Linked DNA regions of Mus musculus: region 1 is linked to region 2. A link is a contact called in public Hi-C data. All regions are on one chromosome and are shown on one strand. The core of a region is the stretch at or near the end of the contact, and the rest is flanking DNA. Distances in the headings are between cores, read along the strand shown.

The links. A called contact is a pair of places that touch in the nucleus more often than the background predicts.
Region 1: a contact with region 2 is called in a Hi-C map of the N1E-115 cell line, with 12 times the contacts expected there. The contact joins two enhancer-like sites. A contact is called at or near these places in 3 of 484 Hi-C or Micro-C datasets (the N1E-115 cell line, adipose-derived mesenchymal stem cells and cerebellar granule neurons).

Annotation. Positions count from the first base shown.
Region 1 is chr14:68,252,299-68,255,230 of GRCm38.p6, forward strand. No RefSeq gene overlaps it. Among named protein-coding and RNA genes, the nearest start is that of Nefm, 130 kb to the left of the region's middle. Within about 2 kb of position 1,478, at least 4 of the 459 cell types and tissues checked have an H3K27ac peak or open chromatin away from gene starts, as enhancers often do. A contact at or near this core is called in the N1E-115 cell line, where this site is marked.
Region 2 is chr14:68,072,858-68,075,835 of GRCm38.p6, forward strand. The region is part of intron 1 of Gm31107 (a long non-coding RNA gene); the gene reads right to left. Among named protein-coding and RNA genes, the nearest start is that of Gm31107, 6.5 kb to the right of the region's middle. Within about 2 kb of position 1,269, at least 3 of the 459 cell types and tissues checked have an H3K27ac peak or open chromatin away from gene starts, as enhancers often do. A contact at or near this core is called in the N1E-115 cell line, where this site is marked.

The DNA of each region.
Region 1 (2,932 bases), core at 228-2,727, 180 kb after region 2:
TCTCAAAATCTGCATCAGGATTAGAGGTGTGAGCCTCCATACTTTGTCTTCATCTCTGTTGTATGGATGGCATTGTCTCCTCATGGCCACAGTGTGAGTTGTATAGGGACAAGTACCTATCATTGTTCCTGGGTAGAGAAATGCCTTTGGAAGTCTAATATGGTCTTAAACCTCATTTTATGGTATATTCAGCACACCCATGCTTATATTAATAAGTGAATTGAGAGGAAGTGCCCTAAATGGAACTCACTCCCTCAGACTGGGAAGGTGGCCTCAGCCAAACTTGGAGTGCTGCTATAAAGAAGTCGGTGGGGGAACAGAAATAGACAGCTCTTAGGATCTAACAACATCGACTAGAAAATGAAGACACAGCAAGGGGTTGTGGCTGCTTTGGGTTCTGGGGAGAGAGAGCACCAAGGCTGGATCTTGAACTGTGTTTGTGGTTGCCTTAGTATTATGCTTTTCCCCCAGTGTCTCTGGCTCTGCTATACAAAGGACAAAGAGAAAGTGCCCACCTGAATTCTGGGCTAGTAATCACTATATTGCTAATTAAAAAAAAAAGGCATCATGCTTCAGGGATCACTTCCATATGGGAGAATGAAACCATAACTTAAATAGCTACTGCTCCTTCCCAGGGAAGTCACTGCCTGGACACAGGGAACCTGCTGACTCATGACCCAGCTCTGCTGGGCTGGCTTCTCGTCCCACCTCTGACCAGCTGGAACACCTTGTGTAAGCTCTTGCTTGCTGCTTCTGATGCCTGTTCCTGTGGGAAGGTGGGAAGACACTCGCCCTGCAGATGTGTGCCGGAGATCAGTCACTCAGCCACCCTTGTCCCCTAGTTTTGCAGAGCGGCTGGTTCCTTAGCTTGGAGATGCTAGACTCAGCTGTAGCTCATTGCGCCTTATGGAGAAAGGGCTGGGGAGTCACTCAGCAGAGCAGGCTTTGCCTTCGAGAAGCTTTGGTGTGCACTTGTGAGCACCGTGGAGCCATAAAAGAGACATGGCATGGCACTGGGGAATGGGAGTTTCGGAGTGAGCAAAATGTGGGACAGGAAGCTGCAGTTCAGGGCACCTCTGCAACCTCTGAGTCAGCACTGTCTCTTCTGTCATCTCTCAGGTGACCTACCCCACTCCCCTGACAGGGGACACAGCAGGAAGGGCAAAGGTATGTGGTTTAGAACAGAAAATAGATACCTTGGAAACAAAACAGACATTTGCCTTTTAATTATCTCCTCTTGGCTTCTGCAGATTTTTTTTTTAAGTAAAGTTCCGGGGGTGGTGGTAGTGGTGGTGGTGGAATACTCTTTCTCACATCTACAGAGCCAGCTCCATCTGTCCATTAACCTTTAACATTGATTAAGATGAATGTCATTTCTGTCCCCAAAAGCTTTTAGATTGCATTTGAATCCAGCAGCCCTGCTCCTGAAGAGCTTGCGATTCAATTCTTTGAGTTATGGCACCTCAGAGCCCTCTGATGGTCAAAGGGGAAATGAATAGCTCCAGTCTCCTGGCTAGATTATGACCAAGATGAATGAGTGCTCTCCTGGCTGGGGCGGTGGGGGTGGGGGTGGGGGACAGGGCTTATTCTTGGCTCCAGTGGCTACCTAGACACCCCCCAAAAGGTCTCTGAGTTTGGAAGTAGCTGTGATGCAAGGTGTAAACAGATTCTGTAGTGTGGCCTGTCACAAATGCCACAGGAATTCAGAGCAGAGATTTTCTTCAGCCAGGATGCTCAGGAAGAGCTTCCTGGAGGAAGCTGATTGTCTGATTGAAAAAGTAATAATGTTTAAAATATAATCATATCCTTGCTCTGAGCAATGAATAATTCATGTGGCTTATTTAATTAGCCAAAAAAAAATGTAGAGAGTCCTCTTTAGCTCATGAAAACAGCAACAGCATCCAGTGACCTCCAGGCATACTTGGAGTGGCAATCATGCCAGTTCTTGTACCATGTGTGCATCATGTCCTCTGATGGAAAGGGGAGGTCCTCTGTCAGAATATGTTAGAGAGAAGCACACATTTCCATCCCTTTGATTGTCATAGAGTTGAAACAATAAACCCCAAAGACTTAACTTTCTCCAGGAATTCCATTAAGGAGCAAGAAAAAAGTGGAGACCTTGCCAGCCAGGGCAGAAACTTACCTCCTACAAGATTTCCTATAGTTCTGATAATTTAAACGAACAAATGCATGTTTCCTGTTACATCTTTTTTTTTTTCTTTCCATTTTTTATTAGGTATTTAGCTCATTTACATTTCCAATGCTATACCAAAAGTCCCCCATACCCACCCACCCCCACTCCCCTACCCGCCCACTCCCCCTTTTTGGCCCGGGCGTTCCCCTGTTCTGGGGCATATAAAGTTTGTGTGTCCAATGGACCTCTCTTTCCAGTGATGGCCGACTAGGCCATCTTTTGATACATATGCAGCTAGAGTCAAGAGCTCCGGGGTACTGGTTAGTTCATAATGTTGATCCACCTATAGGGTTGCAGATCCCTTTAGCTCCTTGGGTACTTTCTCTAGCTCCTCCATTGGGAGCCCTGTAATCCATCCATTAGCTGACTGTGGGCATCCACTTCTGTGTTTGCTAGGCCCCGGCATAGTCTCACAAGAGACATCTACATCTGGGTACTTTCGATAAAATCTTGCTAGTGTATGCAATGGTGTCAGCGTTTGGATGCTGATTACTGATTATGGGGTGGATCCCTGGATAAGGCAGTCTCTACATGGTCCATCCTTTCATCTCAGCTCCAAACTTTGTCTCTGTAACTCCTTCCAAGGGTGTTTTGTTCCCACTTCTAAGGAGGGGCATAGTGTCCACACTTCAGTCTTCATTTTTCTTGAGTTTCATGTGTTTAGGAAATTGTATCTTATATCTTGGGTATCCTAGGTTTTGGGCTAATATCCACTTATCAGTGAGTACATATTGTGTG
Region 2 (2,978 bases), core at 19-2,518:
GCTAACGCCATAGAACAAGAGCCAGATGTATGATACTATTAGAATCTATTAGAATATATCTATATAAATTAGAAAATACAAATGATCGAAAAGCACCAGGAGATGAATTGCTGTATAACAGCTATATATCTGGTGACAGCTTCAATGTAATAGAAAGGCAACCAAAAGCTTAGGAAATACACTGGAAAGTGTTTTAGCACCTTTACTGAGAAGTAAATTGTATTTGACAAGATACATTTACTCTAGTAAATTACATGACTTTGAATATTTCCATACAATTGTGCACCCACCCAAGTAATGGGATTTTGGGAAATTTCAACACTCAAAAGTTACCTTGTGAGGGCATTTCCTCCCCATGTTCCCTCTTCCCTTCAGTTTAAGCGCACAGTTCCAAATTATGTTTCCAGAAACAAATGACAAACCCAATTGTCATTCTTTTGTGAAAGTTCATCTTGTAAGAGGATGTTTTTTAAGGGTAGCCATGTTGCATTTTGATTGTGAGCGCTGTTTCTAAATAAATGTCATGTGGCTCCAGACAGCGGATGATTTATTAAACAAGATGGACTCCACAGATGTGGAAGGAGTGCAGTCATCAGGTTCTGCAGTCCAACTGACTGGTAACTGTGTGAAGAGGAGCTCGTGACCTTCCTGCTCATACAGCAGGCTGGTATTCTGAAAGAACGTACCCCACTGGGTATGCGCGTGCCTGTAAACCCAGCCTTGATGCAGGAGGATGCTGAGTTCAAGAGCAGCACAGGCTACATATTAATTAATTAATTAGTTAATTAATTAATTAGAAAAATGAGACTACAACAGACTACTTGAGTCTTGGAGATCCCTTAGCATTCTTTGTGTCTGTGAACAAATGAGAAATTGTTCCAGGCTCCCTAGGGACGGTCCAATTTTTGCATGTGGTTATCGACACAGCTAGATCTAGAGTCAATGCCTGAGCCCTGTCTGCTATCATTTCAGTTGCATACTGCAGCTTCCCCAAACTTTGAAACAGACATTGGGAAAAGGTGATAAAACTGTGATATATACACATGAAGCAGTCACAATAAAACTTACCTTTTTGAATAATGAACACACACTAAAGAGCAAAACAAAACAAACAAACAACAAAAACCAAACAAAATACCCAGACTTTAAAACCGATCTACAGAGAAACAGCAAATCTACAAAACACAGTTGTCAGGAGAACATGACAATGCATTTATCTGACTTAGGTGATTTTCTTTCCCGATTCTGCCGACTCCAATCGCTGTGCAGGCTGTGTTACCATGGTGACAACTACAGATTATTCTCCTGTCCTCTCTATAAACCTCAGACTTCAGGGTCTACAAGTCCCTAGACATTGATCTCAGACTCTTCATTTCTATTTTTCAAAAGAATATCAATCCATAAATCTTAGGAAGATATAAAGAGAGAGAGAGGGGGGGGGTAAGATGAGGGAGTTCTTCAAATTCTCACACTGGGTTTAGATGAGACATGCGCATAGATGCCAGCCAGGGTGCTTTAATCTGTAACCCTGAAGCCACAATAAGAAAAGAATATGCTTTTCTTCCCTTCTTTATAACTAATCCATGAATTAAAAAAATAGGTGGGTGCATAAGTTCATTGTATTATGGGAGGGGGTCTGATTTGATAGATAAAATATGGCCAATCATCCGGCTATTTATGATTCAGCCCCATCTGGCAGGAAGGACAAATTTATGCAACAGTTCCAACTAGTAATTCTTCCCTCAAATGCCTGGTTCTGCAGGTTTCTGCCCGGAGGCTGCTGGGTATTCACATCTGGATTAGGCACAAGCAAGCCGTACTCTTCCAGACCCTCACTACGATCACCGAGAGACAGCACGGCTCACTGGCCCTGTCTGTTGCGTATTTTCTACCCTTTTACTTCTTTTGAATCACAGAATATCAGGTTGTCTGAGCATCGGGGAGGCCAAGCATGGTCAAGGCCAGCTCAGAGGTGGAGTGAACCTTGTGAAACATTCTTGCCTCATCCCTGGGGTAGCCCTTCTGTCTTTGAAACGGAGCCAGGCCATCACTTTCTACAGCTGCCGCCTGTCCATGTCGTTCACAGCAGACAGCCGTGGCCCTTACTTAAGCCATCTTTCTAAATTTCTCTTTGGAAACCGAATTGGAAGTCAATTTTAATTTGGATGACTTCTAAAGTAAATCCTAATCATCGTAATGGGCAAAACATTTTTTTTCTTTTTTCTTTTTGGCAAGAGGCAAAAGGGGCCACTTTGAAAATTGAAATACCTCAGGCCTGTTCAGAAGTGCATCTGTTATGCTAACATGATTTAGTGGCTCTGTTATTAAATTTGTAGGATAAAGTGAAACTGAAAGATGCATGGGGTTTGTGTGTGTGTGTGTGTGTGTGTGTGTGTCTTCTTTTTCCTTCTGGATAATATAATAATAAAAAGGGAATTGCTAGTTAGCAAGCAGGCATCCAGCCTGTATCTGAAGAGAGATCTCCAAAACAATATTGTTCTTATAATTTTTTCAGTGGTGGCTATCTACGTTACATAGCTACGTTAAGGATGATATATTTATTCGTATATGGTTTAAACATTCTTGACCCTGAATATTTAAGCTTTAAAAACAACCCCAGACTATATATTTAAACTTTGTAGTGTGTGTGTGTGTGTGTGTGTATGTGTGTGTGTGTGTGTGTGTGTGTATGTGTGTGTGTGTGTGTGTGTGTGTGTGTGTGTGTGTGTGTGTGTGTGTGTGTGTAAGAGATCTTACTGGTATAATAATTCCCCAGAACATTCTTGTGCTTTGGCCATAACAGGGAGTGTGAAAATTTAGACAGAGTATGACCTAGCTGAGTGACCTTGGTCAGTATTCCTAAACTCTCTGAACATCATCAATTCCTTAATTGTAAAATGAAAATAATTCTCCTCTCTGTGAAGACCTAAGGACAGAGATGTATCAGGTTCTTTAGACACGGTGTTTAGACACTTGTC